Linked DNA regions of Mus musculus: all the other regions are linked to region 5. A link is a contact called in public promoter capture Hi-C data. All regions are on one chromosome and are shown on one strand. The core of a region is the stretch at or near the end of the contact, and the rest is flanking DNA. Distances in the headings are between cores, read along the strand shown. Region 1 holds the start of Npc1l1 (NPC1 like intracellular cholesterol transporter 1). Region 2 holds the start of Pold2 (polymerase (DNA directed), delta 2, regulatory subunit). Region 3 holds the start of Ykt6 (YKT6 v-SNARE homolog (S. cerevisiae)). Region 4 holds the start of Myl7 (myosin, light polypeptide 7, regulatory). Region 5 holds the start of Limk2 (LIM motif-containing protein kinase 2). Region 6 holds the start of Camk2b (calcium/calmodulin-dependent protein kinase II, beta). Region 7 holds the start of Tmed4 (transmembrane p24 trafficking protein 4).

The links. Promoter capture Hi-C pulls out the DNA fragments that hold promoters and counts their contacts.
Region 1: a promoter capture Hi-C map of liver shows a contact between it and region 5, with 6 times the contacts expected there. The contact joins the promoter of Npc1l1 here to the promoter of Limk2 in region 5. A contact is called at or near these places in 2 of 39 promoter capture datasets (embryonic stem cells and liver).
Region 2: a contact with region 5 is called in a promoter capture Hi-C map of liver, with 6 times the contacts expected there. The contact joins the promoter of Pold2 here to the promoter of Limk2 in region 5.
Region 3: a promoter capture Hi-C map of liver shows a contact between it and region 5, with 4 times the contacts expected there. The contact joins the promoter of Ykt6 here to the promoter of Limk2 in region 5. A contact is called at or near these places in 2 of 39 promoter capture datasets (both in liver).
Region 4: a contact with region 5 is called in a promoter capture Hi-C map of embryonic stem cells, with 8 times the contacts expected there. The contact joins the promoter of Myl7 here to the promoter of Limk2 in region 5. A contact is called at or near these places in 2 of 39 promoter capture datasets (embryonic stem cells and liver).
Region 6: a contact with region 5 is called in a promoter capture Hi-C map of embryonic stem cells, with 5 times the contacts expected there. The contact joins the promoter of Camk2b here to the promoter of Limk2 in region 5. A contact is called at or near these places in 2 of 39 promoter capture datasets (embryonic stem cells and liver).
Region 7: a promoter capture Hi-C map of embryonic stem cells shows a contact between it and region 5, with 7 times the contacts expected there. The contact joins the promoter of Tmed4 here to the promoter of Limk2 in region 5. A contact is called at or near these places in 2 of 39 promoter capture datasets (embryonic stem cells and liver) and 1 of 115 datasets of contacts at active chromatin or transcription factors (astrocytes).

What each region holds. Positions count from the first base shown.
Region 1 is chr11:6,228,956-6,232,037 of GRCm38.p6, forward strand. It overlaps Npc1l1 (NPC1 like intracellular cholesterol transporter 1), which reads right to left and starts at 1,290. Exons shown (of 19, transcript NM_207242.2): 1 at 1,118-1,290; 2 at 1-402. The coding sequence starts at 1,168.
Region 2 is chr11:5,876,646-5,879,932 of GRCm38.p6, forward strand. It overlaps Pold2 (polymerase (DNA directed), delta 2, regulatory subunit), which reads right to left and starts at 1,611. Exons shown (of 11, transcript NM_008894.2): 1 at 1,547-1,611; 2 at 68-344. The coding sequence starts at 287.
Region 3 is chr11:5,954,245-5,957,303 of GRCm38.p6, forward strand. Ykt6 (YKT6 v-SNARE homolog (S. cerevisiae)) reads left to right here and starts at 1,514. Exons shown (of 7, transcript NM_019661.4): 1 at 1,514-1,760. The coding sequence starts at 1,657.
Region 4 is chr11:5,897,094-5,900,425 of GRCm38.p6, forward strand. Myl7 (myosin, light polypeptide 7, regulatory) reads right to left here and starts at 1,689. Exons shown (of 7, transcript NM_022879.2): 1 at 1,668-1,689; 2 at 1,333-1,446; 3 at 1,067-1,142; 4 at 739-843; 5 at 227-305; 6 at 33-81. The coding sequence starts at 1,670.
Region 5 is chr11:3,407,676-3,410,939 of GRCm38.p6, forward strand. Limk2 (LIM motif-containing protein kinase 2) reads right to left here and starts at 1,563. Exons shown (of 16, transcript NM_010718.4): 1 at 1,371-1,563. The coding sequence starts at 1,386. It overlaps Gm51879 (a long non-coding RNA gene), which reads left to right. Exons shown (of 2, transcript XR_003949624.1): 1 at 1-1,726; 2 at 2,072-3,264.
Region 6 is chr11:6,063,814-6,067,177 of GRCm38.p6, forward strand. Camk2b (calcium/calmodulin-dependent protein kinase II, beta) reads right to left here and starts at 1,935. Exons shown (of 21, transcript NM_007595.5): 1 at 1,661-1,935. The coding sequence starts at 1,725.
Region 7 is chr11:6,273,306-6,276,424 of GRCm38.p6, forward strand. Tmed4 (transmembrane p24 trafficking protein 4) reads right to left here and starts at 1,532. Exons shown (of 5, transcript NM_134020.1): 1 at 1,369-1,532; 2 at 1,093-1,193; 3 at 803-928; 4 at 436-582. The coding sequence starts at 1,528.

The sequences.
Region 1 (3,082 bases), core at 40-2,539, 2.8 Mb after region 5:
AGGAAGCTGTCCAGGGTCCCGCTGAACCACGCGAGTAACATTGATGAAGAGGCTCTGGTCAGGGCTGCAGGTATTATGACAGTGTATGCTCACAAAATTTTCAGAGCATGCCGGGCAGCGTGTAAGGAGGGCCTTGGTGATAGACAGGCTACTGTCTAATGACACCAGCTGCTTGGTAGAGCAACAGGCATAGGTGTCATTGGGGCCATTGTATAGGCGGGGACAGACGCGCTGGAGAAGAGCCAGGTGGTCACCTGTGACATGGCGGGCTGGGGTATTAGACAAGCAGGAGATATTGGATAGTGATGTGAGGCCTCCAGAAAGCTCTGGGTTCTTCCCACACTCTTCATAAAAGGTGCAGAAGCCAGCTTTGTGAGTGGGTGTGTAGAGCTCACCCTGGGCCTGCAGAAAGAACCGATAGCATCCATAAGCCCTAAGGCTGGTTGGCACAGCCAGGGACTGTCTGGAGAGTGAGAGGCTAGGGAGTCTATGGGTAAGAAGGCCAGCAGTAAGGGGCTGGGAGTGCTGCGGGAGGCTTGTGGGGGCTCGTGCTATGCTTAGGGTGCCAATGGAGGGGCACTCCCCCAATGGACAGTGAGGGGGCTATTCAGAAAAGGAAGTGATCCAATAGAGTGTGGCTTTAAAGGGTCGTGCTGCAGGGGAGAGTAGGAGATAGCGACCTTTATTGCTGTCAGTTTGAGTCTCCAGGCTGAGCTCTACCCCGAGGTCAGGGTTCCTTGTACAAGAGTCTGTATAAGAGCCCCCCACTCCTACATCCTGCATTGGCCAATGCTATCGCCTGAGAGCAAACAAGGATGGTAGCAAAACCTCCTCCCAAGCCCAGAATATTTCAGGCGCTGTTCACTGGGATCCACCTCTAGCACCTGACTTGGTCCCCATTTAACCTCAGACAAAGGCCCCATCCCTTTGCCTCTCTGACCTCTATCCCTTCAACCCCTTGACCTGGAGACCCCTCCACCAGCACTTATCTTTGGGCATAGGAACCCTCCCACAGCCGTGGGACCCTTCCCCGTTATCAGGTACCCAGTATCAGGTATCAGGTATCACTTTGCCCTAATGGGAGGCACCAAGGAGTAGCCACAAGCAACAGACTCACCGAATTCAGGAGCAGGGCCCAGAGCAGCCATCCCTGCCAGGCAGCTGCCATCCCAGAGCCAGGAAGTGATCAAGGAAAAGCAGGACCAGGCCTTGGAGACAGCCGGGGAAGCTGAGGACTGGCCCCTGAGTTTGCACATTAAGGCAGCTTCCTCCTCTTAGTGATAACCCTCGTCTGTCATGGGGCCAATAGGACTGGGCCGTACTGGTTAATAATTTATTTTCTCTTCCCTTACATCAGATGGTGCCATTCCATCTCCTCCTTCTGAGGTCAACTTCCTAGTGAAGGCGCTGGGGTCCCCTCGTTTTTTGACGCAACTGAAGTCTAATGTGGTAGTTAGAGCCAACCGGGCAAGAGATGCAGAGCTGTTCCTCTGCGAGACCAGACACTGGCCTGGCTTTGGCCTTGGAGGCTTCTTGGAGATCCAGAATATCAACACTGTCCTGGACTTGGCCTCCAACCTGCAGTCTAACGCATCGCCTCTTCAGATCAACATCAAGGGTAGGTTCAGACTCACCTAACATCCTAGCAACTGAATAGTTGCTATTAGCACCCAGATAACAGAGACACTAAGCGAGAGTGATTCCATGACAAATGTCCTAACAGGGAACAGGACCAGAGATTCCTTGGATCCCTTCACCCTTCCTCCTCATGCCCGTTCTATCCCTTTCTTGGTCCTGGCCCTGGCCTAGTCCTCTGAACAACCCTGGTTAGGGGCTCTGAGTGGCAAGTCCCACCCAACCTGGGCCCAGGTACATGGTTCATCCTCTGCTTCTTTCCAGTAGGAAACTTCCAGTCTTTCCTTGGGCTCTTGCTATCACCAAGACAGGCCAGGACCTTGGCCTCTATTGCCAGGGCTGAATTGCTGATAATTGCTTCAAGGCCACTCATGCAGCTACCTGTTGAGACAGCTGCAGGGAGGGGCTCCTACTGAGTTCCACCAGTGTCCCAGGGGCTCGGGTGGGCTCAGAGGGGAATCCGCCCAAGCTTAGGCAGGGAACAAGAGAGGCTGAGGAGAAGGGCCCTGGGCCACACAACATCACCTGCTTCCCTTGTTGCTCCCTGGATGCCACCCAGTCCTCTTCTTGTCTTGTCCCAAATGTTCTCATGTGATTTCTCCAGATGCAGACCCTGAGACAAGTATCCTAGGACAAATGAAAATCAGGGTTATTTGGAAGATGACTTCAGGTGACGACAGAGGGCTGAGCAGACTGAGAACCATGAGATGTGATGATCAAGATGGATTCAAGAATATCACCTGTCCCTGAGACCTCCAGGACATAAGGGGACCCGCCCTAGGGGATCCCCACCAGTGGATAAGGGTGTGGCACCATCCACACTTACAAGTCATTGATTGAGGACATTCCTGGAATAGGAACATTGGTGGTGCACACCTTTAATCTTAGCACTCAGGAGGAAGAGGCAGGCAGTTCAAAGCCAGCCTGGTCTACAGATACTGCTGCCACATGAAAACCCCAAGAGCCCCAGTGAGGGGCATTGAGCCCTGCCTTCTCCACATCAGTTCTCACGAGGGCTGTCCAGCTGTCCCCAGACCAGACTCCAGAGAGATGAGGTCCAGATCCTTGGTCTGAGGGCTTTTCTGAAGCCCCCAAAAGCATGAGAAACACACAGTCACACTGGAGGGTCACCTGGTCTCACATCACTGCCTGTGTGGGGGTCCCTGTAGGCCTTGCCAGGGCACACTAGTTCAGTCACGAACAAGTGACACAAGCATGCACGCTTGCTGTTTTTCCCTTGATTTTAAAACTCCATTGCCCTCAATCTCTGATCACCATGTTTATTTGGAATTATCATCCATGGAGCAGCAGAGGGGTCTACTCTCCCATCATTGAAAATCGGGCTGGTTGCCAAGATTTCATGATTATAAATAAGTTCCCATTGACCCCTTTATGTCTAAGACATGTCCTCCTTCTCCTTCCTCTTCCTCTTCTCCCTCCTTCTCCC
Region 2 (3,287 bases), core at 361-2,860, 2.5 Mb after region 5:
ATTCCAGGTTAGATAAGGTCCTAGTTCTAGCTGCTGGGCTGCTGGGAGCAGCGTACCCCAAACTTACCCCAGTGTTGCTGCGCCCGGCTCACCAGGAACGGTCTCATCTGGATGAGGCGGGTGGCATAAATATGGGCGTACTGCCGGTTAAAGCTGCGCTCTCCCAGTCGGAAGGGCTGTGAGGAGTTGGTGTAAGTTGCCACAGGTACCCGGGCAAAGGTGGCATTGCTGGCAGAGGGCGGGGCGAGCAGAGTGTGGGCCCTCTGTGCTGCCTGCTCGGAGAACATGGCGGCACTCCTGGCTTGTTTGGTCCAAGCAGCTGTGTCCAGGCCGAGGAGTTATCACTGCAGAGACACACAAAGGCATTCCTGCAATCCCTTCTTGTACCCAAAGCTCCCCTAGTGTCCCAACCACGCTGTCCACAATGTGCACACATGTGTCCGGAGGTGTCATCCTATAACCTAGTCAGATACAACCTGGAGCTCGTTCCAAACCTTGTTCATCACCTCCTCCTCTCCACATTTCTACCCAATCACCAGGGTCTCAAATTCTGCATACCCTCAAATGGAATTATTGATCTGCTTCTGCCCAGCTCCCTGGGACCTCTGCTACCTCTAGGGATGCTATCAGGCATCACTGAAGAAGCCTGTCATAATATAATTAGTGATAAAAAATAAAGCATAAAGCTGCCCCTGTTTTGCTCAAAACCCCCCAAAGGTTGCTTTTCAGTAAATAAAACCCCAAGTTCTTACCACGACCTGTAAGATCAGCTCTGGGCCTCTAAGAACAGCTCCCCCCTCCTATCTGTTTCTCCTTCCAAGTGTCCCTTCCACAGCAGGGGCTCCAAGTAGAGGCCTCTCTACTCCTGCTGGGTCCTCTCCTTTTCCCCAAGGCTTACTGGCTCTTCCCTTTCAAGTCTTTCCTTAAAACTCACCTTCCCATATCTAATTGACTGCATTGCTACTTCAACTGTCTGCATCATTATCATCTCTCAAGCATTTACTTTGCCTCCTCCAACTGTTGCCTAAGCTCCGGCAGCGCAGAGGTTTGTTTTCTTGTATTGCACCCCTTCCCACTAAGATGTGCTTGGGGATGGATGCACAGCGGACTTTAGTATAAAGTATCTCAACATATTCTTCATGCGTAGTTGAGACGACAACAGGCTGGATGTAGTAACGGAAGTTTTGAACACAGCTTTCTTTTTCATTTTACTTTTTTTTTTTTTTTTTTGGTACAGCTATTACAAAGTTCAAATTCCCCTAGCTGGTTCGGCTTTCTTTAATGCGCAGCTCTGGCTTAGGGAGCGGACCCTATGAATTTGCCAAATGGGCACATGTAAACTGGATGTAAGCCAAAAACGCACGGTGGTGGCAGCGGCCCACACGGTGCTCCAGGCCGGACCCGACGGGAGACCTGCCCCGAAGCAGACACGCCCAGCTCGGGCCCATGTTACAGTTCGAAGCACCCTCAAGACCCCGGCCCGCTGTCCAGGTACCGCCAAGTCTGACCCAGGACCCACGTTAACCCCGCTCAGCAGCACACTCACCGCGCCACGCCGCATCCCGCCAATCTCTGCGCGCCCGTCCCGCCCATCGGCGCATCCAGCCAATCGCCTCCCGCCCCATCCCGCCCATCGCTGCACGCTTCATCCAGCCAATCCCCGTGCGCCCCGCCTCTGGACCGAGGAAACGCGGAGTCACGCCTCCGGTTCCCGGGACAACCCATCACTTAGCACTGGGTTTCCTGTGCGCATGCGGTGTTTGCGGCTGGGCCTCATCGGGTGAACTCCTTGGGTAGCGTGGGCCGTAGTGAGGCTGGGCGCCTGGCTCATGCTGCTCTCCCCGAGCGCTGGGGGTCTGGTGGCTCCTGTGTGGCTGAAGCTTCCCTCCCACTCTATCCTGCGCTGTGATTCTCACCCTGACTTCTCAGATTCCCTTGGAAGCATGAACAATTTCTCCCATCTCACAGGCAGGGAAACAGGCAAAATGACCCAGCTAGTGAGAAAAGCTAGAATTCACACTAAGACACCCTGACTGCAAGTGCATCAGACTTCAGTGGTAACATTGCTCCTTTTTAAAATTGCCTAATTACTCAGTCTGAAACTTATTACTTAAGGTAGGTTTCTTCTGGCTTACTAAGTTTTTTTGTTTTATTTTGAATTTATTTTGTTTTGTTTTGTGTGTGGGTGTGTTTTGCCTGCACGCATGTGAGGTCAGTCTCCTCGGAGGCGAGAAGAGAGCGTCCGTGTCACCTGGAACTGGAATTACAAATGGTTGTGAGCCATTCTGAAAGAGCTCTCAACCGAGCTTTCTCCAGCCCCTTGTTTCTGTTTTTGTTTGTTTTTGCTTTTTGAGACAAGGTTTCCCTCGTTCCTGTTTTAATAATGAATTAAATCATTTTTTTCCCCCCGAGACAGGGTTTCTCTGTATAGCCCTGGCTGTCCTGGAACTCACTTTGTAGACCAGACTGGCCTCGGACTCAGAAATCCACCTGCCTCTGCCTCTGCCTCCCAAGTGCTGGGATTAAAGGCGTGCACCCCCACCCCCGGCTAAATCATTTGTTTTTAATGTTTCAGTTTGTTGAGTATTTTTTCCTTTGTAAGCTGGGCTGAGTGCGGATTTTTGCCTACTGTCTCAAGTAGCCTGTTGCATATTTGATTATGTTGCAACGTTCTTGTGTTCCAGGAACAAACCCCATTTGATGGATTTGAAACCACTTTGTAGAATTAAAATCCAAAGTTACAATGACACAGAGCTCGTTGTTGTGCAGCCCCTTGACTGGAGCTCTCCATTTACTCTTTGGTTGCTGTTCCCTTTGGTCTGCAGGACTCTCCTTAGGATTCCTTACAGTAAATGTCTAAGGAAATGGACTCATCAAATTTTATCCCAGAATATCTTTATTTCTACTTTTTCCTTGAGACGGGTCTAATATATTCCATGGTGTAGCAACAGGGCCTTAAACTCCTGATCTTTCTGTCTACACCTCTGGAGTGCTGGGGTTACAGGCACGTGCCACTACCCTGAGTTTTATGCAGTGCTGGAGAGTGAGCCCCGGGGCTTCATGCAGGCTAAGCAAACACTCTGCCTTCTGAACTACATCCCTGCCTGGCCCTACGTCCACTTTGTGTTTTGAGCCAGGTATCTTGCTATGTGTTCCAGCTAATCTCCGAGGGCTGATGTCTGCCTCCAGAGTGCTAGGATTACAGGTGTTCTAGTCAGGTTTCTATTGCTGTGATAAACATGGCTAATGGCGACTTGGGGAACAAGGTTTATTTCACCTTACAGGAA
Region 3 (3,059 bases), core at 264-2,763, 2.5 Mb after region 5:
TGTGAGACAGCCACTGTTGGACTACTTACACACACAGCATCCTGAAGCCAATCTAATAAGTCCTCTCTTAATATATATGTCCTATCAATTCTGTTCCTTTAGAGAACTTTAATACATGTATAATATGTTCATATACAAGCATGTATAGAAACATATATATGTGTTCATAGATATATATAGATGTAGATATACTTACATGTAGGTATGTATGCATATGACCTCTTCGGAGTAAGTTGTATACATAGTGTTCATCTATTTATGTTACTGTGTGTTAGTGTGCATGCATGCATGCACCAGAGACTTCTCTTATAAGGTCAGGGCAGTCAGTGACTGAAAGCTGGAAATAAAGATATAGTGCTCTTATCTAATCTGTAGACCTTGCTCAGATTTTAGCCTCCCTTTAAAGCTCTGCTTCTAACAGCCTCAAGGGCACCTTCGGCCTCTCATGAGGCTTGCTTCCTCTTTCTTTCTTTCTTTCTTTCTTTCTTTCTTTCTTTCTTTCTTTCTTTCTGTCATTTAACGTAATGGTGCAAATAACCATCGTCGTCATTGTTAAACATCTGCAATGAGCAGGACTTGGAATTTGATAGTTTATCACTTTTACCAACATGTCTACAAAAAAGGTATTTTTTGAGTCCAACAGATTGGGGGGGGGGGGTAACTTTTGCGGTGCGGAAGTACTGGGACCGAATTCAGGCTGGATAACAGCTGGGGAAACGCAGGGGAAAACAATGTCATTTGAAATTGATTAACAAGCTTGGCTTGGGGAGTTCGCATATCTCTAGATGAGACTTCCTGGGACCAAGGGAGGCTGGGTAAAGTCAGAGAAAAGCAGGAAGAGGTGCCAAGAGTGGCTGTAAGGGAGTTTGATAAGCATTTTGCTGTTCACATTGGAAGCCCAAGGTCTGCTTCTTGCTATCAATTTTCTTAATCCACATCTCTTTCTGCAAGGTCACTATCCTGGTAATTTTGTACAACTTTGGATAAAGAGGCTTTCTTCAGAAATGGTTCTCCGTCTGCCGCCTGTGGAGCCATGGTGTCAGTGCAGGTGAATATAGCTGACACCTCTGGCCGCCTGGCTTGTCGAACAAGTGTGTCCAAGCTGAGTGGCCATAGCCAGTGACGTTTCTGATTTTTATTATTGCAAGAGAAAGGATGAAGGGCCTTTCTTTTAGTCGTCTGTACTTGGGACACCCAGGGAAGAGGTTGGGTAGCCTGGTGCTGTTACACATAGAATGCAACAAAAGTATAGAGTGGGGACAGCTACGGGTTGTTTTTCTAGCAGAATGGGGAAAAAAGAGCGATGGTACGGCACAGCACTCCCCACCGGCAGCCAGGGTCCGCGCGACAGCCCGGAAGGGAACCTGCGCCAAGGCACTGCCACGCAGGCGGAGACCGAGCCTCCTGGCGCCGACCCGGGCGGACGCGGGCGCGCCCCGCCGCTTAGCTACCCGTCCGCGCACGCGCGTACCCTGCCTTCGGGCCTCCGAGGAGCGGCTGGAGCAACTCGCCACCGGAACCGGAAGTGGGCCTTACTCTAGGAGGAAGAAGCCGGCCGGGCCCCGTCAGGAGGCGGCCGCCGCTGTTCTGAGGGACTGTGGCCGCGCTCCTGGGAGCGGGTCTGGGGCTCAGCCGGCGGCCCGAAGGTGCGGCGCCATGAAGCTGTACAGCCTTAGTGTCCTTTACAAAGGCGATCCGAAAGCGGTGCTGCTCAAGGCCGCGTACGACGTGTCTTCCTTTAGTTTCTTCCAGAGGTCCAGGTAAGTGGGCCGGGCCCGGGTGGCTGGACCCGGAGTCCAGGGAGTCGAGTCTCTCGAAGGGCGAGCACGGCTTTGGCCTCCCTCGGGCGGCAGGCTGTACCTGAGGAGTCGTTAGCAACCCTGGGAAAGGGCTCTGCCCTACGCGGTATTGCCCAGTTGTAGAAAGATTGGAAGGCCATTGATTACAGACGCGCTGCCAACTGTTCTGATCTGGGATCTCCGGACTCAGAAATAAGTATGTTGACTACGCCTCGCACCCTGTGATTTAACCAGTGTTTGGTGTCTTAACCTTTGTATTTCGTCGTTGCCAGTGGTTCTCACCTTCCTTGCGCTGCGACCCTTTAGTACCGTTTCTCATGTTGAGGGAACCCTCCCACCCCCAACCATAAAATTATTTTCGTGGCTACTTCATAACTGTAATTTTGCTACTGTTATGCATATGTATTTTTGGAGATTGAGGTTTGCCAAAGGGGTTGCAGCCCACAGTTTGTGAAAGTCGCTGGTCAAAGCTCTTTCCAGAAGTTCTGTATGGAGGTGTTTCTTTTATGAGTAAAATCGTTGATTCCTCAAGGATTGGGAGTCAGGGGTCAAACTCATTCTTTTTAGTGTTTGGGCCTTGATTATCAGGAAGGGTCCACACTGGTAGCTAGGCAGGAACCACTGGATTTGTATTGCTTGTAGGCATGTAAAGGATTGTGGGGTGCTTTAATTGTAAGCTGCACAGATACCCAGTCTTGTGGGAGTGACTCAGACACAAAAGGAAAAGGGCCCAACAGGGTAGGACCTGTGGTCATCTTGACTCAACGTCTGGGGAAATCTGCTTGTTCAGGTTGTGTCTCAGCTTTTGATGGTTCTAATGACTTCATATAAGTGGGATATATAGTAGTTGGCTTTTTGTGTCCCACTGATTTTACTAAGCAGAATGACCCCAAGGTTGACCTATGTTTCTGCAGATACCAAATTTTTCTCCCCTTTAAAATATATACAGTATTGAGTTTTATGTAAACACTATGTTTTGTTTATGTATCCATCCGCTGATGGACATGAGTTGCTGTGGATTATAGTTATGTGAATAGTGTTTGCCAAGGGGTTGGAAGGTAGCTTGAGTGGAGAAATAGTTCATTCAGGAGACTGCTTGCTGCATGAGGGGCCTGGGTTTGATCCCAAATACATCAAAAGGAAAAACAAACAAACCAACCAACCAACCTCTGGGTGTCCTGACACATGCTTGTACTTTCAAAGCTAGGGAAACAGAGACAAGGTGATGGGGCTCAGGGCCTGATGACTGACCCGCTGGGG
Region 4 (3,332 bases), core at 439-2,938, 2.5 Mb after region 5:
GGAACAGGAGTTGGTGGGTCTGGGTGTCTCACCTCAGCAGGAGAGAACTTGTCTGCCTGGGTCATGAGAAGCTGCTTGAACCTGAGGAGAGAGAATGCCTGAGCTGGGAGTGCGAGGCTGGGGCCCAGGGTAGAGCTGCTCACCTGCCTGAGGCGCACAAAGAACCTCACCACCTTCTGGGTTTCCCCATGGCGCCCGCCCTGGGGCATGAAAGGGCCTCACTTACTCTTCCTTGTTCACCACCCCCTGGCCGCTGGGGTCGAACATGCGGAAGGCACTCAGGATGGCTTCCTCGGGGTCCGTCCCTGGAGGGGGGGGCGGGGCGAGGCAGCCAAGTGAACTCTCAGATCCCCTGCCGCGAGGCCCCACCCAGGATGAACTTGGAGTACAAGGGAGCTTCTTTGTACTGGGGCCTGAAGGGCTCCGGCTATACCGAGTGAATAAAGGTGGGGTGGGGTAGATTGGAGGGTGCAGAAGAGACTTGAGTCGGAATTCAGAGTGTTTCTTGGGCATCAAAGGGGTTGGCAGGCCCGGCTGGGAAGTCAAAACTGTGATTAGGAAGTGGATATTTCCTGAACCCAAGCCAGTTCAGGCGCTCCACATCCTCTGCGTTGGCCCTGGGCAGGCAGGGTGCACAGGTTTCAGGGGAGTTAGGTTGAGCCTCACGTGGGGCTCCCGGGTCAGGTGAGGTCGGGTTTGCGCTGTGGCTAAGGAGACTCAGACCTCCTGCCAACTCACCATTGAGCTTCTCCCCGAAGAGTGTGAGGAAGACGGTGAAGTTGATGGGACCCTTCCCTTCCTGCAGCATGGCGTCCAGCTCTTCCTCCGGAACACTTACCCTCCCTAGGAGAGTAGGTCTTGAGGTGACCCAGGCCGCCCTCCCGGGCTTCCCAGGCAGTGAGGGCAGAGGCAGGGGCAGCTCTAGCTGTGTGGCAGGTGGGGGAGGGGGATTCCTGCCTGAATGAGGCTAAGTAGGAGAGAAAGGGCGGGGCACTGTCCTCTCTCGGAGCAAGTGCCTGAGGTGAACAAGCCGGGTCCCTGGGAGGTTGCTCCTGGACCCACTCACCGAGCTGGGAATAGGTCTCCTTCAGGTCTGATTTGCAGATGATCCCATCCCTGTTCTGGTCAATGCAGCTGAAGGCCTGTGAGGAGATGGCCTGCAGGTGGGAGCTGCTCACCCCATCTCTTCCAGGGATGGCGGGTAAGGGAGAGTCTCGGGTAGTATGAGCGAGGTTGGAGGCAGGAGCACTGACCCTCAGAGGAGAGCCGTGTGCATGGGGTATGAAGTGGCTCCCCGGATCGGGGAGAGGCTGTTTGGGATAGGCTACTCACTTCCTTGAATTCCTGAATCTGGGCTTGTTCGAACATTGAGAAGACATTAGAAGAGCCACGTTGTGCCTGCTTGGTGGCTGCAGCCTTGCCTCGGGTCCCAGCCTTCCTACTGGCCTGTAATACTGATGATCAGAGGGGTCCTCTCTCCAGTTCTCCAAAGACCTCCTCCCTACCTCATGTAGTCTCGTGGGAGTGCCAGGGAGAGGTGCCTTTCCCCACCCGAGATCACTTCCCTGAGCCCAGCACAGGCACACAAGTCCCTGGCTCTGTCCCAGGGCAGCTCAGAGACTAGCACCTGGGTGTGGCTGGTCTCTTGTTCCCCACCCAGCACTCACCATGATCTGTGGCGGTCTGACTGAGTGATCGTGCCACCCAGCTCTTTATGTCTCAGCCTTATCACCCAGAGGCCCAAATAAGGAGAGGAATGGATGATTGGGCTAAACTTGGAAGCCCCCGCTGGTGGAGAAAGACAGGGCTCCACATAGATCCTATTCACACTCCTGGTAACCTTCAGGCCCCCAAGTGTAACATCCTAGGATCCACCCATCCATCTCTTGTGACCAGGCTCCATGTCTTCCCTGGTCAGAGACGCTCCAAACGTGTGCTAGTCCAGGTCATGGTGGTGTGATTCCCTGTGATGCCTGCATCTGACCGTCCTCTCACCTGACTAGTGCTGTCTATACTCTGGGCTTGGGAAGCAGTACATGATTCTGAGAATGGTCTCTGGCCTGAATCCCCTGGGTCAGATAAAACCCCTGAGTTCTGGCCTGCTGGCCATCTGACAATGGACAGACAGCAGTTCTAACCAGGCTGTGAGCCCCACAGGACCATTGGCTTGATTTGGGGGTAACTCAGGATTGGAGTGACCGAATGCTGCTCTCCCTACATTCAGACATGCGCTCTTCACTCGGCCTGTCCTGCTGAGACGCGCGTACCCACCCTATACGGAATCTTGTGTTTCTTAAGCTCCATCTCAACTCTACCCTCCTCCTCCAAATTCTCTCTGACGTTCCCAACTGAGAGCTGTAGCCTTCTCCTGGGCACCCAGCTTGCTCCACATCTGGAATCCAGAAACCCTGGCACGTGGCAGGCCTACATGATGCTGTTTCACAGGAAAAGTTTTGGGTTCTTATGAAACTGGCCCACAAAGACCATCTCATGTTTCTGAATTTGGGACCAAGGGGCTTTGGTTGCAAGCAGCAGCCGTCAACTTTTGAGGACCTTAGTGTGGCAGAGGAGTCAGAGAAGCTGGACAGCTTAGGGGAGATCATGAGTAGGTCTCTGACTAGGTTCAGTGTTCATCCTCACCCCAATGTGGCTATGCAAGGTGAGTTAGGATATGGGCACTATCTCCTGTTAGGACTCAAGTCCCACTCCATCCTCTTTTATTTTGAGATAGGGTCGGCTATGTAGCCAAGGCTAGCCTGGAACTCACGATGTTTCCCAGGCTGGTGCTGGGATTACAAGTCTGTACCACACACAACTCCAAGGCCTCCTTTTGTATGAATATTTTATAACACCCTCCTAACTACCTGAAAACAAAGTTCAATCATTCAAGTTGGATGTATAAAGAGAGACAAAACAAAACAAACAAACAAACCAGCACAATGCCTCAGATCCCAGTATGTACGAAAAGATGAAAGACTGAAAATCTGTTCCAATGTGTGAGTGTGCCAATATGAGTGTTGTACTCTGTTAATGCAAATGCTCGTGTTGGTTCAAGAAAGTGAAGCCGATAGAAGCAATTCTACACGAGAATTACCAGAAAACAGCAAGATTTCAAGAAAAATGTGACTTTCCCACAGAACCACCAATTTGGGATTTTTTTTCTGAAGCAGAGAACAGAGTAAGCCTTTGACTCCCTGGGTTCCCAGTGAGAGATAAATGTGCATTAAACGCATACAAGTCCGTTCACCTGAAGGCATATTCATGCTGCATAGAAAAGCATTAGGTAGATTCCATCTACCAGAGCCTCTGGAGGGACCTTAGAAACTGTTTAA
Region 5 (3,264 bases), core at 313-2,812:
CACCTCTCCAGCCTCGTTGAAAAGAAAAAAAGAAAGACCGTATCTCTCATGTAACCCAGGCTGGCCTCAAATTCCCTACATATCAGAGGAATGACTTTGAATTCTGACTCTCCTTCGACCTGGGATTGCAGGCATGCAGCAGGTATAGGCAGTGCTGGGGATGAAACCCCTTGCTTTGTGCAAGCCTTCTACCAAGTGAACCACATCCCATCCAACTCAATTTTAAAAAAATTATTTATTTAGAGACAGGATCGTATTCTGTCGTCCAGGTTGACCTAGTTAGTACGCCACACACAGACCAAGCAATTCTCCTGGCTCTGTCTAGTCTGGGATTACAGGTGTGCAATCACCACTACCAGCCAGGAAAAAAAATTAAGGGAAGAGACAGACGAATTTCCGCTCCATGCTTTCCTTCTCCAGAGCATATTATCACCAATAAGGTCTGAAATTCCATGTTCCCGTAGTGAGGAAGTGACCCACTGGCGGCCCGGTCCTTGAATTCAGGATGGAGGAAGTGACTGTCCACCGGCCCAAAGCCAGGAAGTGGAGGCACATATTCAGTCCCTCCCCCACCCCTAAAATTCTCCCTTGGCCTTTCTAGAAAACTTTTGGAAGTCGACCCTGGTAGACCCAGAAACTGAGCCACTCACACCGGTGGCTGGGAATAAGGCGGCAGAAAGTTCATGATGCCGCGGGGCAGGAAGCTGCAAGATGATTCGTGAAGGGATTTACAGGCCCAGCTAAGCCAATTCTGAAATTTCCTTCACTCAACTCTTCCCCTCAAGGTGCGGAGCTATTAATCTGCTGGCATCAGAGACTACGCGAGGACTCAACTAGTCTCTAGGAAGACTTGAAGCTGTTCTCCACAGGAGGCAGAGGTCTTTGAGCCTCAGGAAGAACGGTCGGATGTCTTCCTATCCACATCATAAACTCCACACTCATACTCTATCTCTAGGAACCACTCCTCCCAATCCCAGAGTCCAAAGACACCTTCGAGAACTTTGGGTCTACAGAAAACCTAGAACCCAGGATAACTCGGAATCTCAAGTCCTGAACTCTGGAAGACCCTGTACTTCCCATATTTCAGAATCTCAGGTGCCTCGGCTTCCTTAGCCAGGAGACTTGCCCGGTCTGCAGATCCGAGGATCCACCTCGCGGGAATTCGCCCCACGCGCCGGCCGCAAGGAGCCCTCAGTCTTAGAACGACTGCGCTCGGACTTCCAGAGTCCCAAGACCTTCAAGTCCCGAGGGAACCATTGTGTTCGATCCTCCCCACCCTGCCAGGCTCTCGCTGAGGATTCCGGACCCAAGAAAAACCAGACAGCCAGAAACCCGCGAGCGGCGGGCTGGACGGAATGGGCCCTTCTTACCCGCCAGCGCCGCCATGGTCCAGGGCGCGGACAACACAGGAAGGACCACCCGGCAGCAGCGCCTCAGGTCCGCGCCCGCCTGCGGTCTAGAGAAGAGGCTGTCTCTGCCCCTGCAGCCGGAAGGATGCACCGCCTACGGCGCCCTGGGAGGACCAAACCGCACCTGGCACGGGGACCCGCCCCGGAGCCCCTCCCACTTAGGTTAACGACCCGCCCTGCCCCGTCCCGCCTCCCGCGCGAACTCTGCCGCATCTCTGGCGCCTGCTGGCGACTGGCGACCTCTAGAGGCGTTCGGATTGACCAGGGTGATTCAGTTTAGGCTGGAGGTCGCAACACAGGGGACCCTCGGCGCTCAGGTTAGTCCAGTTGCCCTTCTACACTACTTGAAAATGGCTCTGCTCTTCAGGTGCAGAGCGTGGGTAGGTATCACAGGTCTTTTGACTCCCAGTTTGTAATCAGCAATGTGAACACGAAGAAGCTAAGAGAAACCACTTTTGCGTGTCAAAGGCAATATGGAAATGAGGCTCCCTAGAGCAGATTATGGAGGCCAAATACCTGGGTTCCTGGAATTTTGGGTCCAGGACTCCCACTCCTTATATAAAGTCCCTGGTTGGTCAAGTCTCATAGAAAATGGCGTAAACTTTGTCTATAATCCACGCACAATCTTCATATGCTTTATTTTTTCTTTTGTTTTGCCACAGGGTCTTGAAATGCAGCCAGACTGATATTGAACTTGCCAGCCTCTTGCCTCAGCTTCTTGAGTGCTGAGATATTCTTGTTTTAAATCATCTCTAGATTGTTTATTTAAAAAAAAAAACCAAAATCTAGATGTTCTAACATAGTTATCTTATTCTGTGACTAAAATCAAGAAAGAACCGGACAGTGGTGGCACACGCCTTTAATCCCAGCACTTGGGAGGCAGAGGGAGGTGGATTTCTGAGTTCGAGGCCAGCCTGGACTACAGAGTGAGTTCCAGGACAGCCGGGGCTATACAGAGAAACCGTCTAAAAAAAAAAAAAAAAAAAAAAAAAGACGCAGCACTCTCAGCTCCTTCTCCATCGCCATGTCTACCTGTATTCTGCCATGCTTCTGGCCGGGATGATAGTGAACTAAACTTCTGAACCTGTAAGCCAGCCCCAAATAAATGTTGTCCTTTGTAAGAGTTGCTGTGGTCATAGTGTCTCTTCCCAGCATTAGAACCCTAACTATGACACTCGGTTTTAGACAATTGTTACTTCCCTCCATCAGATTTATGTACATGGGAAAAGAGTCCAGAGGATCAGGAAATGGGTAGGAATGGAGCCCAAGGAAACCAATCCTGCCTCCAACTCTCCCATCAGCTGCCTCTGGCTCTACTACTTAGGTAAACAAAACAGCACAATTCTCTGTCTTCCTGCATGGCCTTTTGTTAACAAAAGTGGCTGCTAGTTAGATGTTTCTTCCGTGGCGCCTTCATATGACCTAGGGTGCACAAGTGCTAGGGAGGGGGCTGTACCTGACTTCCTTCCTGGGAACTCACTTGAGCTGCTGGCTTCCCTCTGAGGAGATATCTGATGCGTAGGGAACACTAGATTATATACTGAATTAGGAAAGAATTCTTGGGGCTCTTCTGACAAGCTACTTAATGATTAGCAGAGAGAGGCCCTGCTGTATTTTCCCGGGCACAGAGGGATGGGGACTGGCTTGCTTGCTTCCTGTCCCTCCCTCCACAACTGAGCACCACATCTGTCCTTCTCCCACTTTTTGCTGACTGCCTTTTCTTCCCACCCTGTCTCTCTTATAATCACTGTTTAAAGGGCAGTATGTGTAATTTGTATCTGTTTTTTAAGATTTATTTATTTATGTAATGTATATGAGAACACTATTGCTGCCTCAGACACACCAAAAGAGGGCA
Region 6 (3,364 bases), core at 685-3,184, 2.7 Mb after region 5:
CCCCTGGGCATACAGGAGAAGGTGACAAGAAGGTTCCCTAGGAAGGAGAGGCTTCCCACTGCTGCCACCTGCCCTGGCAGCACACAGCTGTGGGGGGATGAACCTGGCTCGGAAGAGCTCTTCGAGGCATCAGAGGATCTGTGAGCTGCAGGGCTGGCCCCCATAACCCCGAGGCTGCCTTAGCTCCACCTGAGGACTCCCCAGCCCACCACCTCTTCCTCACAGAGCATGCCCCCACAGGCTACTGGAAGGTTCTTCAACGCCTGCAAGCGTGAGGCACAGCGCTGAAAGGGCGCTGAGCTCTCCAGGCTGGGATGGCTGTCCGGGTCCACCCAGCCTTGTTCCTTCCCATCCAGTATAGACTTCCTCCTGTCACTCCACTTGGCTCCTCACCCCCGCCCCCCAAGACCTGACCCAAATCCTGTTGGCACGTGCAGGAAGGAGTGGGGAATGCACACACCCCCACACTCCTCCAGCGGGGCACTCCACAATTATCAGTGATCAGCGTCCCTCGCCCACCACAAGCTTTCAGACGCTTTTTCAGTAAAGGGAAAAAAAGGATTTGCGGCTGGATGTGTAAGAGGAAATCTCGCCAGCGCCCCCACGGCACAAGACGGATGGGGGAGGGGAGAGGGAGTGGGAAGGAAGATCCAGCTCTGGAGTTAAGCAGCCAGCACCTAAGGATGCCCCTGCAGTCACCTTAAATCACAGAGGGAAGCCCCAGGCCCCTGAGGGGCTTCGCTGTTTCTGAGACCCTAGGACAAAGCCAGGTCTGGACGTTCACAATCATAGCTTCACCCCCATATTGCTTGTACTGCGGAGCAGCGTCTTGGCGCCAGGGCACCTGTTCCCCACGAGGCCCTACTAGAAATACGCCTTTAGAGTCCCTCCCCTCAGCCCTCCCACCACAGGAGGAAAAAAAAAAAAAAGGTCCAGAAGCCAGCCTCTCTCTGCCTCGATGACCCTGAAATCAGAGGCCCAACTGGTTCCCTGTCTCTCTCTCCTCACTCTCTCACCCCCACCCCCACTCCACGGCCTGATCCTGGCTCTCTGACCTCGTCCACCCCCTCCAAGTTCTTGTTTCCAGAAGAATCTGGGGGGAAAATCCTCTAGAACCCAGATTCCCCAAGGGACCCAAGGCAGAAGCTGCTCCCACGCTGCTCCCCCAAAGCAGATGGGGCCACGCGAGGAGCAGGCGCGGAGCGGGTCCGCTACCGCTGCCGCCCGCCTCTCGGGTGGGGGTGAGGACAGCGTGCCCACACCGGAGACGACCCCCTGAGGCCATGACCGACCCCTCGGGCACTCTAGGCCTGGCAGCCGCCCCCGGGTGCCGCTCCTCTCTGACCTCCCCGCCGCCAAATGCGTCACGTCTGCCCGGCGCTCGGGGGACACCTGCTGCCGCCCCCGCCGCGCCGCGTCCATGTCCCTGAGTCCCGGTCCCCGCTAAGCTATGGCACCCGGCAGGGCCGTAAGCACTGCGGTGGAGGAGCGGGGCCCAGAACCCAAGGCACGGGGGTCGGGGCTGCACGGGGCTGTGCGCTTGGGCCCGCAGCTGGAAGGAGCCGGGGGCGCGCGGGGCCGCAGTGCGCGCGAGGCGGGCGGCGATGGGGTCCCTGCTCCCCGGGGTCTGCGGACAGCCCGCGCGCGCCGAGGCTCTTACTTGCCAATATCCTCGTATAGCTGGTACTCGTCGGTGAAACGGGTGCAGGTCACCGTGGTGGCCATGGCGGTGGCGATCGGGCTCGGCGTGCGCTCGGCTGCGCTCGGGCGGCGGCGACTCCGGCTCCCGCTCGCGGGCACGGCGGCGACACGGGCGCGGGCGCGGGAGACACCTCGGCTCGCGGCGCCGGGCGGGGGCCGGGCTGGGCTGCGCCGGGCGGCGAGCGCACGCGAGATCTGCTCGCTCTGTCCCCGCCAGGAGCGCGCCGCACACCTACGCGCGCAGAGGCGCGGGCGCCGCTGTCGCCGCCGCGCCCGCCCCGCCCGCCGCCCCTTGCACGCGCCTCACTCGCACCGTACACACGCCTGCACCCGCACACTCACCGCACCCGCGCCTTGTACCTGCACTAGCGCCCGCGCCTGCACGCGCACTGCGCCCGCACCCTGCACCCGCACCGCGGCTCCCCTCGCATGCCCGTCGCGCCCGCGCCGGCACCCGCACTGCGCCCGCACCATGCAATCCCACCCGTGCTCGCGCCCTATCCCAGCACATGGGCTGCACCACACGGTGCCCACGCACTGCGTCTGACCCTCTAGGCCCGCGCCCTGCACGGACAAGCCAATGGGCTGACTCTTCTGCTGCCGCAGTTGAACAGTGAACCCAGACTCTTATCCCCTAAAGGCCCACCTCCCCTAGACTGCAGGAGGGAACTGCACCCCATTTGGGAGTCGCCCTCCACTGGGCTCCTCCATTCCCCATACCCCTCATAAGACCCTTCCCACCTTCCTATTCGTGGCAGAGCTGCCCACGAGTCTCCTAGGCTGAATGGGATGAGAGAAAATGGATAGGGAGGTGGTCCCGAGTCTCTCCCTGCTTCTCCTAGGACTGGCAACTAGGATGTCTTCTGCCTGTGGTGAACATTCGGAGTGCAGATTGAGGCAGCAAAACGTGGGCTGCTCAGCTCTTTCAGGGACTCCTGTGACTTCTGAGAGCTCACAGCCATCCTGCCCAGATAGCCTGGGCAGCCCTTTCCCTCTGCCCTGGCCAGGAAAAGGAGCCTCCATTCTTTCCAGTCTCTTGAAAGTGGCCCTGAAGAAGGAGGGCACAGGTGGATTTCCACAAGGCCCCCTCCTCACCCCCAACCAGCATCCCCGATTTGACTCTTGGTGTTTGGAGCCAGGCCCCCAGGGGCACAGGTGGATTTCCACAAGGCCCCCTCCTCACCCCCAACCAGCATCCCCGATTTGACTCTTGGTGTTTGGAGCCAGGCCCCTCTGGGGGGACTTTGCAGCCAGTTTGGGCGGCACTGTTCGGCGATCTTCTGGATTCTTCCCACTTACTGATCCCCAAGAGCAGATTTGATGGACTCAGATCTCAACCAAAGACTAGCCCTGGACTGCAGGATCTTCTTAGTCTAGCAAGTGTCTTCTTAGGAGAATGAGGGGTCTCTGCTGGGCAGCTACTAGAGGTCTTCCTAAAGGTACATTTGACAGAGTGCTGCCAGGGGAAGCTAGGCCTCCTGGCAAGTCCCTGTACAGACCTAGCCCCACCAGAAAGCAAACAGCTAGCAAACAAGAGACAGGCATGGGCAAGTGCAGGTCCCAGTTACAAGTGTCTGGCTGAGAAAATAGGAACCCTGGCCCCAAGCAGAAAGGGAAACTCTACTGTGCCCCCCCAAAAGTATGAGTTTAGATGGGGACGCTG
Region 7 (3,119 bases), core at 282-2,781, 2.9 Mb after region 5:
AAATGGTCTACAGCCACACCATCCTGAACACCTGAGATCTGATCTCAGAAGCTAAGCAGAGCCAGGCCTGGTTCATACTTGGATGGAAGACCACCTAGAAATAGTGAGTGATGTAAGCTTTTAGAACTTATATACACATATATGTATTTATATATAATATAGTCATTAAAATAAATATAATACATTTTATATACGGATATATAATACAGACACACACACATGACTGGAGGTGTGGCTCAATGGTAGAGAGCTTGCCTAACGTCCAACCCTGCCACTGTAGACATATACAGAAATCGAGGAAAGAAAAGCAAACCCAAACCTCACCTATGTAGACTGACTGGTAACTCCCACATTCCCGAGTAGAGAAGTCCCCAGCAGCCACGTTGCACAGTGGGTTTAAAGGTCAAGTACAGCCTCCAAGTTCAAGTCCCTTACCCTCTGATAATCCTGCTCCTTCTGGATCTGTTCCACCTGGTCAAGCAACTGGCGAGCTCGAAGCTGGAGCTCTGTTAACTTATCCTTAGCAGCGATCTCGGGGTAGTTGTTGGCATGCTCTCCAACCTGGATGTCCAAGTGTACACGCTACAAGGAAACAGGACGAAATGACGGGGGTGCCACCCACCGTCTGTTACCGCTATGGAGTCTGATTCTTGTCTCTGGCTGAATGAGGAAGAAGGACATCCAGTTCTAACTGTACCCACTTGCTGCCCCCAGAAAGGCAAAGTTAAAAGAAAAAAGAAAAGACAGCAAGAAATCAACCTTGGTATCAAGTGAGAAACTCTAAGGCTGATGAGCCTCTTACCAGTTTGCCTCCAGCGAAGAGAGCCATTCTGGTGGAGTTGGAGTGAAGACAAATCTGATGGTCACCGGGTGTGTGGGATGTGAACGTGAAACGGCCCTCGGAGCCGTATTGCCGGGACAGTACAACCTGCAAACACGCATCAAGCCCCAATTTTACAACGATCTCTTAAAATGCGGGACCTGGTACCTGGGGACTTTCTCAGGACCACGGCGGTATTTTCCATCCCATAAAGACATTAACGGACAGCTGGCGCCAGCTAGAACCTTTTTAGCGAGGTGGTGGGGGTTTACCTTGCCGTCCGGGTCCTTCACCTCTACATGCATGCCCAGGCCGGGGGTCGACGGCAGGAACACCTCTTTCTGTTTGTCCCACATCTGAGTTCGATAGTTGCCTGCAGAGTAGACACACAGTCACAACCTAGCCCCCAGGAGGTGGCCCCAGGGCACTGTGCAGGGGAGCTGGTGCCCTCAAGGCACCCTCGGGATGGGGTCGAGCTGACAGGGAAGGAGGGGTGCTTCCAAGGGCCAGCTGAAAACAAAGGGCCTCTCCACCCTCAGCCCCCTGACCGATGACCATGGTCTCGTCGGGTATTTCCTCGATGAAGCAGCGCTTCTCAGTCTCGCCGATGTGGAAATAGAGCCCACGGGCACACGCAGCACACACAGTAAGCACCAGCAGCCCAAATCGCACCATCCCCTGCAGCGGTCCGACCCCAACACCTGCCATTGCGCCTCAACCTTGCACATGCGCACACTTGCGCACTGCTCAGCGTTTGCGCACCCGCTTGGAAACGGAACATGCGCCTGCGCAGTGTCGCAGTCCCTCAGCTCCCTTTCGAAACCCGGTCCGCTGTACACCCGACCCCAAGCTTGCATTGTTCTGCGCCCGAGCGTCCCCTAGCGTAAACTAGCCTTACAGAGAGAAAAGGCCGGCCCAATGAAGCTGCCCAGGGCTTCTGTCCCTTGTCTTTAGGCTTGATTGCCCTTGTTAGGCACCTCTCTGCGCCTGTGCTCTGTGTAAGGAGAAGCAAGCGTACTTTTCGGGGAAGGGTGCTAGGCGACTTGAGATGGTTAACCTGAACAGCGTGAGTTCTTCTGGTCCCCAGCACCTGAAGTAAAATAAACCTTTCTTTTGAGCACCCTACAGAAGAGAACACATTGTGTCATTTCACAACTGCAGGACTTATTGAGTCACAATAAATTCAAAGATAGCTTAGTTTACACAGCCTCCTGAGCAGTGTATTATCACACCTGACGCTGCTGGGTGCTGAGGATGGAGCTTCTTGCAAGCTGGCCAAGCACTCTACCAACTGAGCTACCGCCAACTGAAACAGGTTCTTTTATCCAGTTTTAATTACTATCAAGTCATACATTATATATCATATAGTGATTATGTCTATGTGTATGACCTAGCATTGACTGTCAACTTGACACAACAGGGAAGAGGGAACCTCAACTGAGGACTGGCCTCCATTGGACTAGCTTGTGAGCTTGTCTATGGGGCATTTTCTTGGTTGTTAGTTGATAGAGGGCCTAACCCACTATGGGTGGTAGCATCCCTGGGCAGATGGTCCTGGGTCGTATAGTAAAAGTAGCTGAGAAAGCCAGAGGCAAGCCAGAGGCAAGCCAGTAGGCAGCACTTCTCCATAGCTGCTGCTTCAGTTTCTGCCTCCACATTCCTGCCACGGGTTCCTGCCCTGGCTTCTTTCGGTATGGATTGTAACCCAGAAACCAATAAACGCTTTCCTCCCATTCTGCTTTTGGTCGTGGTGTTTATCAGAGCAACAGAAAGCAAGCTAGGACTGTGTGTGTGTGTGTGTGTGTGTGTGTGTGTGTGTGTGTGTGTGTGTGTTAGAGAAGCCTTACAAAAAGGTTTAAAAGGATGCAACATAGTTCAAGGAGTTCAAAGAGGTCTTAATGGGAGGCAGAGGCATAGAGCCAATAGGCACTGTGGTAGTTCTGTTAGATTAACTGAACTAATCACAGAGCTGTTGTTGAAGATTTCAGAGCTGAGAGACATAGAGTTGAACCAAGCAGAAGCAGAACTGAAATGCAGGATCACAGGACCATGAATACGAAGTTCAGGACTAGGTCCAAATGAACCAAGGAAATGAATAGCAGCAGAGACCCAGCTGAGCTGAATGCTGGGGGATGTTCAGGAGGGCCTTGTCTTGCCAATCCCTGAAACACACTCCCATAATAAGAAAGCAGGTCAGTAGGGCAGTTGCCATGGCAGTGTGAGGACTGCTCCTTTTTTCTTTTTCTTTTTTCTTTTTGTTTTGTTTTTTGTTTGTTTTGGGGGAGTGGGGATTTTTCTC